Regions from separate parts of the Oryctolagus cuniculus genome. Here regions 1 and 3 are each linked to region 2. Evidence: chromatin contacts called from public Micro-C data. All regions are on one chromosome and are shown on one strand. The core of a region is the stretch at or near the end of the contact, and the rest is flanking DNA. Distances in the headings are between cores, read along the strand shown.

What was found. A called contact is a pair of places that touch in the nucleus more often than the background predicts.
Region 1: a contact with region 2 is called in a Micro-C map of ear pinna, with 6 times the contacts expected there. The contact joins the promoter of BRD10 here to the promoter of UHRF2 in region 2. A contact is called at or near these places in 4 of 6 Hi-C or Micro-C datasets (ear pinna, psoas muscle, skin fibroblasts and 1 more).
Region 3: a contact with region 2 is called in a Micro-C map of ear pinna, with 8 times the contacts expected there. The contact joins the promoter of KDM4C here to the promoter of UHRF2 in region 2. A contact is called at or near these places in 3 of 6 Hi-C or Micro-C datasets (ear pinna, psoas muscle and an unstated tissue).

What each region holds. Positions count from the first base shown.
Region 1 is chr1:168,717,971-168,722,012 of mOryCun1.1, forward strand. BRD10 (bromodomain containing 10) reads right to left here and starts at 1,802. Exons shown (of 6, transcript XM_070051782.1): 1 at 486-1,802. The coding sequence starts at 1,066. RANBP6 (RAN binding protein 6) reads right to left here. Exons shown (of 2, transcript XM_008255034.4): 2 at 3,891-4,042.
Region 2 is chr1:169,096,631-169,100,982 of mOryCun1.1, forward strand. It overlaps UHRF2 (ubiquitin like with PHD and ring finger domains 2), which reads left to right and starts at 2,212. Exons shown (of 16, transcript XM_051858202.2): 1 at 2,212-2,743. The coding sequence starts at 2,591.
Region 3 is chr1:169,436,867-169,440,760 of mOryCun1.1, forward strand. KDM4C (lysine demethylase 4C) reads left to right here and starts at 1,444. Exons shown (of 23, transcript XM_051858176.2): 1 at 1,444-1,690.

The sequences.
Region 1 (4,042 bases), core at 552-3,051, 380 kb before region 2:
TAGTAGAAGATAAAATTATTTTTTATTGATGTGAAACAACTGCCTTCTTTCAGGAGCCAGAATTATTTTTCTGAAGCTATTTCATCCTAAACGCTTTCTAAATGTCGTGTCAGAACTATCCACAAGTTGCAGTTTCAACGCCTATCCCACAAAACGCTTCCTCTGCCTACACGTGTGATTCTTCCTACGGGAAGCACTGCATTTTCCACCGCCACAGTGCACCTGTTCCGGTCGAGTTTCAGCGCTCCGCACTCGGCTTCCTGTCCGCTTCTGGGGCCGTGCGGGCCCACGCGGCCACCAGCTCACACCCACCACACCCCTCCTCCGGCTGCGGCCCAGCGCTGCTCCTCCTCCCGGGCTTCTCCAGCACCGACTCAGCACCTATCAGCGCCGCCCCCCGGCCCCTGGCCCAGCCCATCCTCGGACACGTGTGAGGGTTTGTTTGTGTCGGTCTGTCAGTCCCACCGGGGACCCGGCTCGCTTACCGAGAGAGAAGCGCCAACTTCTGCTCCAGCATCATCTCCAGCTTCTGGCCCTGTTTGGAGATCCAGTGGTCCACTCCATGCAGGCGGTAGCACGTCTCCAGCATGGACCTGAAGTCGGCCACGAACTCCGTGATGCCCCCGTACTGGCCGCTGGCGAACTTCTCCTCCATCTTCAGCAGTGACATGCCTGGCCCCGGCGGCGGCGGGAGGGCGCGACTGCCTCGGCCCCCGCTGCGCGGCCCCTCGGCCACCTCCTCCTCCCCGGGGGCAACGCCCCCCAAGGGCTGCAGGAAGGGGCCGGTGAGGCCCCGGTGCTTCTCCTGCAGGAACTCGCCCAGGATGCGGTAGCCCTGCTGCAGCTCGTAGGTCAGCTCCTGCTCTTTGCAGCCACCGCCCCCGACCACCATCTCCTCCTCCTCCGTCTCCTCCTGGCCGTCCGCGTCCTCCAGCGAGGCCGACTCTGAGGCCGGGGCGGCCGCCGCCGCCGCCACCTCCTCCTCGTCCTCCTCCTCGGTCGCCGGTGGCGGCCGCTCCTCCTCCCCGGCCGGCTCCATCTCCCCCGGCATCTCGGGCGCGCTCATGCCCCCGGCAGGCCCAGGCTGGGCGGTGTGGAGCGGCCGCTCGAGGCGCCGGGGGACGCGCGAGCGCGGGCCGCTTCCTCACCGTCCGGTCGCGCCGCGCAGCCCCTGCCGCATCGGGCCTCGCGCTCCTCCGCAGCCGGCTCGACTCGGTGCGCGCGGGGGTCTCGAGCTCGCCGCCGGCGGGGCGGGGTTACATGGCGCGCGGGGGAGGGGGGAGAGAAGAGGAGAGCCTAGGTGCCCTCCTCTCCCCTCCCCCCGGCGGCGGCGCTCGCGCGGCCCTCGCCCGCCTCACCCCTCCGCGCCCCGCCCGTCCGCCCGCTCCTCACCCGCCGGGCCCGACCCGGGCCGCCGCGGCCTCGGCGCCCCACCCCCTCCCGGGCCAGTGGGGGGCTGGGAGGGGGCGAGGAGGAAGAGGGGGGTCTCCTCTTGCCTCCCCAGAGAGGGCCGCAGCGCTGGGCCGCGGCGGCTTCGGCTCCTCCTCTCCCTCAGACCCCCTCCCGCGCCTCTACCTGCGGGGGACCTGGGCAGGAGGAGGCGGCGCGCGGACGCGGCCCGGCGACAACTGTCAGTTAGAAGCCCCGCTGGGCGGGGGAGAGGGGTAGAAGGGGAGGGGCAGAGAGGGAAGGGGGAGGGCACTCGGCCCCCCCGCTGGGGAGAGCCGTGGAAGGAGGCTAAGAAAGGGGCGCCGTCGCCACCCCCGGCGCGCATGCGCAGTAGACGACTTTCTTTTCTCCCCGCCCCCATCGCGTCCCGCCCAGGTACGCGAAAGCGGACTTCGGCTCAGCCACAGGCCCCAAGGCCGGGTGGTTGCGCGGCCCAATGATGCAATCAGCTAGTAGACGATTGTAAGGGGCGGGGTGGAGGAGGGAGCAAGGCGCCTGCGCAGGCTTACTCGCCAGGCTACGCGACCCAGGGTTCTAAAAAGCCAGGGCAACAAGAGAATTCATTTTCGAGACCGCTGTCAGCCTTGAAAGTAAAACTAACCCTGCAGGACGTTGCTAGGTAATTTTTATTAATGGGAAGTTAATAATGAGAAAGCAGAAAATGTAAATCCTCGTACAATTTAAATCCCCTTGGCATCCCTCCTTCCTGCAACTGCTGGTCTTTCACAGGAAACTCCAAGTCTTGAAAAGTTTAGAAAGGAAGTCCGAGGACTCGACCGCACGTTCACATGCCAGAGCAAAGCAGTTGCTCTGCAGAACCCTGCTCTCTGAAACTCCCAGTTCTAGTTCTTAACACCAGTTCTCCTGGAAACCAACACGATGTTTTCTGTTCAAATTAAAAAACAAACATTTCCACATTCTGGATTCTTGACTTCTGCCAAGAATAAAGGGAATTACATGCTTGAGACTAAAAGCAGTGTCCAAAATTTTCAATTCTGAGCTATACAGCATTAAATAGTCGTTGGCAGGGCCTTACAATTTTGCTACACAATTTAAAATTAACTGTTTAGAAAATGACTAAAAAGTGGACTTATTATTTTGCATGTCGCTTGAAATAAGTGGATTAATGGTTCCATAAACTATATACTATAATTTTCTCATGCTGTCTGAAAGTTGCACTGTTACTTTTTCTACTCATAAAGAACCCTCTCACTTGAAATGCAGACTTAAAACACAAAAACAAAATTACAGAAACTGTATTTTACAAGTAAAATGTACAACTAAATGGCTCAGAAGCTTGTTTATTTCTCATTACTATGATATTTAAAGCACTGATAAAATTCAAAACCTCAATACTTTTTTCTGTCCAGTGAATTAAATATGAGTCATAGCTAAGTGACAAAGTGGCAGCATTTTGGGGTTTTCAAGGTATTGACACTCCCCTGTTTTACACCCCTCCCCATTATCTAGCATTCCTCTCCTCTCACCAGTGAGGCATTTGTAACTTTCTAAGCATTTCATATCAGAACCCACAGATGCACCTCAGCTCACAGGAATATAGGAAGGGATCAGTCCTGACTGCGCAACTGGCAAATGTGTCTGACTGGATGCCCTCATTTTTTTTGCTCAAGAACCTGGAGTCCTCCCTACCCAAGCAAACGATTTCCTTTTCTTCTTTAGTCATGAGCTCTATTTCATGATTCTTATATATTAGCTTACATTATTGAACCTTGTGCTACTGCACAATTTGTATTACCTCCTTTACTTCTCACAACACACAACACCAAAATTTAAATCTAGGTGTGCCATACTTCAAAACCCCAGGAACCTAATTCCTAGCTGCCTGGCAGAATTTCTAATTGCTCATACACAAAAGTGTAGGGAACTCACCTAAAAAATGTTGATCAAAGTCTTGTTAATTAAGGTATATAAAAGAGAAAGATGCCTGTAGAAGGGAGCTCAACTACAGATCTTGAAGAGGCTAAGCTGATAGTAATCCTAGTTATTATGAAAGTAGGATTGAGTCCTTGGACTTAGAAAAAAGCTTTATTATACAAGATATATATCGATTGTAGGTAAATTGAATACTATAGATAAATGAGGAAAAAAATGCCCTTTAATCCCACCACCCAGAGACAACATCTCTATTAACAACTTTGATGTAGCATTTTTCTATTTATTCATCTATACCTTTTTACTTTAAATAAACTTAAAATTGGGACCATTCAACATACAATGTACTGAACTTTCTTTCCCCCCATTAATAAATAACTACAAACAATTGGACGGGAATTGCATATCTAAAATCTCAACTTTATATCCCTGTCCATAATGGTCTAGATGGCTTCCCCATCTGAACTGGTATGGAGTGAACTGTGAAAATTCTAACGTAAAAGGAATTACAAACTATAAAAAAGAACACAGTAGAGGTACAAACAACATCTGTAACAGTGATAATTTATTGAGCACTTACTAGGTCTTAAATATTTGCTAAATACTTTACATACACAGTACTCACAAGCGCTCCAGGAAATCACAATGAATGTGTTTTTAAGTTTTGGACCAATGATTTGCTGAGTAGAAAGCTTTTTTC
Region 2 (4,352 bases), core at 962-3,461:
AACGGGAGAGGGAGCGGGAAAGTGGAGGGTTGTGGGTGGGAGGGAAGTTATGGGGGGAGAAGCCATTGTAATCCATAAGCTGTACTTTGGAAATTTATATTCATTAAATAAAAGTAAAAAAAAAAATTCTGCCTCTGACTATGATATACCCTCTAACTGAGGTCAAACCATACACTTAGCCTTCAGCTCTGAGATATTCTAGTCTTCCTTCATCTTTAATCAACGTTTTAACCAACACAGTACTTTTAGTGTTGCTATTCATTAATGTTTTTAATTGTGCTAATCTTTAAAATTTAAAGAACTCATTTACTTAGAGAGAGATTGATTTCCCATCTCTGGTTCACTCCCAAAATGCCCGTAACAGCCTGAGCTGGCAGAGGCCTATTTCAGAAGCAGGAAGTTCCGCCCGGTCCGGTGGCTCACGTGGTCGCTGCCGCACACTCACATTTGAGCGATCAAGACTGCCTCCTCGGATGCAGGAAGCGGTAATGAGGGGCAAAGCAGGGCTAGCATCCAGGCAAAACCTTAGACCAAACTCCCGCCCCTATTTTTGATAAAGCTTTTCGTAACTATATTTTGAATTATTTGTGAGCAGGGAATTAAAAAAAGAAATCCTAAAATAACTCCATGAGGGCCGGCGCCACGCTCACTAGGCTAATCCTCCGCTCGCTGCGCCGGCACACCGGGTTCTAGTCCCGGTCGGGGCGCCGGATTCTGTCCCGGTTGCCTCTCTTCCAGGCCAGCTCTCTGCTGTGGCCTGGGAGTGCAGTGGAGGATGGCCCAAGTACTTGGGCCCTGCACCCCATGGGAGACCAGGAGAAGCACCTGGCTCCTGGCTTCGGATCGGCGCAGCGAGCAGGCCAAGCGACCATTTGTGTGGTGAACCAACGGAAGGAACCTTTCTCTCTGTCTCTCTGTCTAACTCTGCCTGTCAAAAGGAAAAAAAAAAAAAAGAAAGAAAGAAAGAAAGAAAAAAACTCTATGAGGGCATAGCATAACCTTGTAACAGCAAGTAGTTACCTTTTACAGGAGCAGGTCAAAGCGGGACTTAAGGGTGTCTAGCTCATTTATATATGTAAGGAATGCTCAATATTTGCTTTATTTAAAACAGGAGCACAAGAGAAATTCTATTTAGAAGTTCCAGGTGCATGTGAAGTGTTCAGCAAGGGCAGACAGCCGAAACATGAGTCTGTAGTCCATGGTTTCTACCCCTGACCTGTCAGGCTGTCTTATTTTGTTTTTTAAGATACTGCTAACCTTGTTTGTGCTTGCAATTATTTTTATTATTCCCAAATGCTACTCTATGGAAATAAAGTTACTGATTTTGAAAGACAGAAAGTTCAAGTTGCTTTGTTTTCTTTTATATCACCTCCCCTTTTTAAGACACATTTTCATTTTAAAAGAGGACCCCTGTTAGGCAGAGCTGCACTGGGCCTACCTCAGAGAATTTAAGCCAAGTTAAGATCTTGGGAGTTCTTTCTTCGGGAGTGGGTAGTTCTGCATTATTTCAAAGAATCTGCCACAAATCTATAGTCCCTTAGCCAAAGGCACACCTAACGTGAAGATCTGCAAACGGTTCTAGCGACACGGGCACCTCCGTGGCGGGAAGCCCGGGCGCGAGCGCGCTGGGCCGGAGGGCGCGATCCCAGTAGGACCCGAGCCCACGGGGTGGGCCTCCACCTCCGCCCAGCGGCGGGAAAGCCCCGGAAGCGGGTTTCCGCGGGAAGGCAGCTTTCGGGCCTGACGGGAAACGTGTCCACGAAGCAGAAATGTCCCCAGGGCCTTCCTTCAGCTACTAGCCGCCAGGCCGCCGGGCAGGCGCCGTCAGGATGAGCGCGCTGGCTCGTTCTCATTTCCTTCTGTGCTTTCTCAGAAATTTAGGCCGCGCCCGCCCGCGCCTGTCTTTCCACGATCAGACAAGTGTACGTCAGGGTTGCTTATTTTGGGTATGTTTTTTTAGACTAAAGCACCGAATCCGCTAGGCCTGCGGAGTCGCCCGCCCCCTCAGCCTCAAAACCAGGACCTAAAAGGGCAACCCGTGTGGGCGGCAGCGTAACCGTCTGAAAAACCGAAGGCTAGAGGGTGTGCCAGGGGCCCAGGTGCAGACGGTGTGGCAAGTAACGGCTTTGGCCGGTCCCGCCCTCCTCGCTCCGCCCATTGTAGGTCCCCCGGGTCTGTAACCAGCTCCCCGGCCGCTTCCTCTTTAAAGGCGGAGCCCGGCACGAATCTCGCGAGATCCGGGTTGGCGCCGTGACCTCCATGTGGGAGCCACAGCTCTATAAGTAAACACTCCGCGCGGCGCAGATATGGCTTCTTCCTATTTGTAAGGCGGAGGCTGCGGTAGCGCCTCGGGCTGGTTCCGGTTTTTGCCTCCTCGGCTCTGCTGGGCGGGTGCGCGGTCTGGGAGTCGCCGCCGCCTGTCCGGCCTGGCGTCCAGTCGCTCTTGCTCTCCCGTGTGCGCGCGCTCGCCTGCTCGTCCGCCCGCCGCGGAGATCCCGAGCCGCCGCGAAGCGGCTCGGGCCAGGCGGGGCGCAGCGCCCCGAGCAGAGGGGGAGACAAAGGGGGCCACCCCCCCCGCTCCCGTGCCAAGATGTGGATCCAGGTTCGCACCATCGACGGCTCCCAGACACGCACCATCGAGGACGTTTCTCGCAAAGCTACGATCGAGGAGCTGCGCGAGCGGGTTTGGGCGCTATTCGACGTGCGGCCCGAGTGCCAGCGCCTTTTCTACCGGGGCAAGCAGGTGAGGCGCGCCCGCCGCGCCCCTGGGGGACTCAGCAAGGGAGCAGCCTGGCTCCCCTGGGCGCGTGGGCCGGGGGGGCTTGGCGTGCGGCACGCGCAGAGCGCACCTGGCCCCCACCTCTGGTGGGCAGCCCTGCGCGGCGCTGGGTGCGGGGCCCGGGCCTGTTGCGGGGTGGGGATGGCGGTGGGCTGCGACGTCCCTACCAACCCGACCGTAGGTACGCCTAGCGGAGTGGGAAGAGACCTCGCCGTTGTTTTCTTGTGGCGCAGCGGCCGCGGGCACAGCCTGCCAGGTCCCTGGGTGCCTCGCTTCCCGCGCTCGGCGGAGCCTGGGGCCCCGGGAGGGTGGGGAGGGCAGCTGGCTCTGGCCGCCATGCCACCGGGCGGGAGGGGTGCGTTGACTGCCCGGGCTCCCCCTGCTCGTGGCCGCGCCGACCCGGCTAAGGGCTCACATCGCTTCCGAGGCTCTTCCGCGTCCCTGACTCCCAAGTAGGAGGTGGAAACTCGAGCGTTGGTCTCTCGAGCACCGGAACGTTGGCCCTGCCTCCTCACTGTGGCAGGATTTGCACACGCTGGGGATTCGAAGGGCTTCCAGAACGTTTGGATCCCCTCCCTCACCTCTCCTAGATCTGGAAATCTTGCCTTAGCCGAGGTTAGAGACCTGAGCTGAAGGGGCTATTGATGTAACGTGGGACCGGGTTAAAAACTGCCCTGTATAGTTTAGGGGTTTTATTTCCAAAGTAGAAAGGGGTATAAGATTGTTTTGGCTGTTCTTGCCTCGGAAGATCGCCCTTAAATCAAGCTTTTAACACAGCACCGCAGCATAGCCGGAGGTAACTTGAAGGCTAAAAGCAGTTTTGGCCTTGGGGTGTTTGTGGGAGTCTGGGGTAGTTGTGTGGTATGGCCCTGGGCTGGCAAGCTTAAGAGGTTTCCTATCCCACAGGTTTCCTAGACTGTACCTAGACACAGAGCCATCCGATTATTTTTGTCTTTGTCTTTGTCTTTTTATGGTGTTGTTAACCCACGAAGAAGTTGGCATGTTGCAGTCGAGAGACCACAGTTTGACTCGAGTCTTGTGGTTTACAATAAATGTAGCTCTCTCTGATTCCGTTGAAGCAAGCTACTGCGGCAAAGCCTACTGCCCTTCCAAGACTTTCCCGAAATTTCAGAGTAAAAAATTACACTCTGGCAAAGAGTTTCTTCTTAAAGAAATGTTGTAATACCTTTTGATTTGTGTTTGCAACCAGTTTTATACTGTTTTCTTAGTAGTTGCGACTCGTAAAAACAAGTGGTCAATTTAGTTGTAAGCTTTGCCTTTGAAATAGTTCTACTAAATGCTGTGTATCTTTTTATTGCTGTGTGCAAGTGACTGATAACATTTCCTTTAGGTCACAGGTGAAAAGTATGTAATCCAGTCTTACAGATTTTGTTTTCTAGCAGTAATACTTACAGACAGTGGTACATGAATTTCTAGATAGTTCGCTTACTTCAGCACCAGAGATAAAAATAAAGGATGAGCATGTATCCCTGGGCCACGCCTCTAAAGTCTAATTATAAAATATTAAAATGAAGTGTACCTGACTGTTCTCTGGAAACTGTAGGAATTGAGT
Region 3 (3,894 bases), core at 194-2,693, 340 kb after region 2:
TTTTTTAAGATTTATTTATTTAGTTGAAAGTTGGAGTTACACAAAGAGAGGCAGAGGGAGAAAAAGTCTTCCATCTGCCGGTTTACTCCCCAATTGGCCACAACAGCTGGAGCTGCGCAAATCTGAAGCCAGGAGCCAGGAGCTTCTTCCCAGTCTCCCATGTGGGTGCAGGGGCCCAAGGACTTGGGCCATCCTCCGCTGCACTCCCTGGCCACAGCAGAGAGCTGGATTGGAAGTGGAGCAGCAGGGACTCAAACTGGCTTCCATATGGGATGCTGGCAATGCAGGCAGTGGCTTTCCCTGCTGTGCCACTGCACCGGCCCTCAATCAGTCCTTACAATGCTTCTTGCAGAGAGAAAACAGTTCAAGAGTTAAACATGGTAAGTGAACTTGTTGAGATATTTTTTAAATAAACTGAAACCAGTATATTGTAACCAAAAGGTCAGCATATCATACAGCTCAATTTTGCTTACTGGTGTAAAGATCTGCCAATCTTTCTTAGCTGAAAAAGTCGTTAGGGGAAACATTAGGGAGCTAGCTGGGAACTGTAGAAACTCAAGAAAAAAAAAACAAACAAACAAAACTGTTCCGGTCTGCAAGACATCTGGTGCTTAGCCCTCTGTGGCAGTACAAAGGGTTTAGGTTTGTGTGGTTTCTTCTTGTATCACACAATCCTTAAAGGAAGCAGAGTTTGAGAGCAGAAGCAAAAAGTTTGTAGGGGCTAACTTATTTCTCAGGAGCCCGGAGACACCTGCACTTCCAGTTACTCTAATTCAGGCCACTCTGGGGACCCTCCAGTCTAACGCGCACACCTGCGCGGGGCTGGGCTTGTTACGCATAGGTGACTTCAGCGCAGGGCAGTTTCGCTTCCGGAGGCTAAACAACACGGTCTCCTGCTGGAGAGTTGCTTGGTGAGGGGCGGGGACCCGTGGGCGCTACGCCCACTCAGGGTCTCTCAAGGTGGGAAGGAAGCTCAGAGTCCCCAGCAGCGGGGTGCACAGAAAGGCACAGGGCAGAGTCACTACTCGCCTGACTCGCTCTGACTTCCTCACCGGGCTCGGCTGGCCATCCCGAGGCCCCACCCATGGCAACGCCGCTCTGACGTTCGCTCGCCGGCGGCCGCCCATAGGCCGGAGTCGGAGCCCAGGACGACGTGTGGCGCGTGAACTACTTCGGGTCCAGCCCTGTGGGAAACCCAGTAGGTTCTTCCGGGCAAGATTCTGTGCACCTGTCCTCCCTTCTGTTCAAGTATCTTATTCCTCTGGAAAGAAGGAGACATATCCGTTTCCAGAGAAAAAGCCGCGCCACAGCCAATTTAATCCTACCGTGGAACATTGACCCTAAAGCCAGAAAGTGCCCGGCACCTTTAAGTTGTGTGGCGCTCACGTGACTCATTAAGTGCTGGGGCCCAGTGGTCACGTGACGCCGCGCGCGCGCCCTCGCGCCGGGAGAGCCAGCCTGCGCTGTGCGCGTGCTTTCACCTCCGCCTCCCGCCCACCCCCTCGACGGGAGGGTGAGGAGCGGCGGAGGGATCGGGCGCCTGGGGCGCTGTGCGCGTGCGCAGCGAACAGCTGTCACCCAGTGCGGAACAAGTCTACCAAATTTCCCAAATCTCCCCGGGCCGGAGGCCACCGTCCTCCTTCACACCCTCCTCCTCTGGATTGTGTCCTCGCCCCCGCCCGCGCGCCAGGTAACCGCTTTTCGGGAGACTGGGGACGCGGGCAGCGGGGGGAGGGGCCCGGGCGGTCTTCCCGGCACTGCTCCGCTCTGCGCCGGGCAGCGGGGGTGCGGGCGTCCGCGGGAGCCGAGGCGCCGGGGCAGAGACGCTCCGCTCCGCTCCGTCCGGGATCGCTGCGTCTGTCATGCTGGGGACGGGTGGCTGGGGGCGGCGGGCCCTGATCACAGGGGAGCCCCTGGGAGCCAGTGACAGCCCGCTCCGGCCCTCACGGGGGATTCGGTGCCCGCGCTCGTCGTGCTCCCGGGAACCGGAGTCGGGGTCGCACTGCTTGGAGCTGAGGAGCACGCGGGTGGTCTGGGAATCCTGACTCCTTTCCTTTGCTTTCCGGGCCGGGTCCACGGCGGAGTCCGGGAAGGCCGGGCCTGGTGCGCCCCTCGAGGGCCCTCCGTGCCCCGAGACTGTCATGGCCCGCGGGGTGGAGGGCTCTCTTCTCCAGACCACCCGTCGCACTAGTGGCCTGCAGCCTTTCGTATCGGGTTCGTTCTCATCCTTCGCAGCTGTCTTGGTTTTTCTTGGCTCCAGTATGGGGCCATTTCTTCCTGCAGTGCCTACAGGAGCCACGATGCGGTGTAGACATTGGGTGCTTAATTAATGCGAGTTGCAGCGGGGCGCGTGGACTGCCAGGCACAGGATGTGGCGGGGGTGGGGATGTGGAGGAGGAAGCCAGGCGAACTCGGGCTCCGCGGGCTGGAGCTTGAAGGTGCTCGGTGGTCAGCAGTGAAGCCAGTAGGGTTCGCTTACAATGCTTTCCCCGTGGACTAGGGGCCAGCGTGCCCTTTGGCTGCGCGGTGCGAGCCTGCGTTGCTGCCTTTGGCTGTGCGCGAACCCCGGAGGGATTTTCTCAGGTTCCTCCAGCCAGAGCAGACCAGACAAACTTCTTTTTGCACTTGGTACAACTCCCCCTCGCTAGGCGATTTATCAACCAAGAGCTAGGAATTGAAGGTTAGAATTGCAGTCGGTTCACCCTTAGCCTGGCGCAAGTTTCCAGTAGGCTGGGTCCATTTAGGTTCGCACCAAACTTTGCCTTATTTCACCCGTTTGAGATCGCGATTTCTAATTTTAGTTTTTTTTTTTTTTTTTTTTTTTTTTTTTTTTTTTTTTTAATCCGGGGGAGCTTGGCTTCACTGTTTCTGTGGGCAGCGGCTGCTGATATTCTAATTTCGAATTGTTGTGGTTGAAAATTAGTGACTTTAATTTTTAAAGGTTCCTTTTTGTTATGTAGCAGTGGGTTCTACTTTGCGATCACCACTCAAGTTTTCCTACCTTGGTGTTCTCTTTGCAACCTCTGTGCTTGGTTTTGGAATGTGTTACACAGTTGTTAGGGTTTAGTATTTTTGGGAGGCCCGCTTTCTTCCAATTTTAGTGTTCTGGAAAGTCTGCACATAATCTTTATAGCGCCCTGCAAACTTGGCAATACAATAAAATTTAATTCAGAGACTTGTTTCGTTAACTGTCAGTTGCTTTTTAAAAGATAAATGTTTTAAACATGTACACACACAGATGCTTCTTAAGAGTTCACAAGAATGAAGATTTTTCAGAAACTGAACAGATATTTAAAGAAAATTCCTTTGACTTAAATTTCAATTGAAGGATTAAAAATCTTATAAGTTGAACTCTCCTACCATCCCTTCAGTAAATTGCCCAGGGCTAAGTTAAGTGCACCTGGGGTTCAGTCAGTGACTCCTTGCCTTTCTTTTTCCCATTGTTTTGTAATTGCCTCTTGACTGGCTTTTCTTCTCTAATAAAATGACCAACACTTGAGGACATTCCCCCTCCCTCCCTTTGTTGTATAATTTACCTGAGTCAGGTAATTTAGCCTAAGGTGTTAGAAATGTCTTTTTCTCTCTTTTTAGAAATATCACCTGTATTGAGTTGCAGCTAGTGAGTGGATAGGGTTGTGTTGCCATCCCCACAATCAATTTTAGAATATTTTTGCCACACCTAAATGAAACCCTGTTCCTATTGGCTGTCTTTGCCCATTTCCCTCTAATTCCCTCCCCTCCCTACAGGGCAACCATTAATCTGCTTTCCATCTCAATAGATGTGCCTGTGCTGGACATTGCATAAAACTAGAATTACATATTATGTGGTCTTGCGACAGGCTTTTTTCACTCAGCATAATATTTTTTTAAGGTCCATTTGTGTTGCACCCTGTA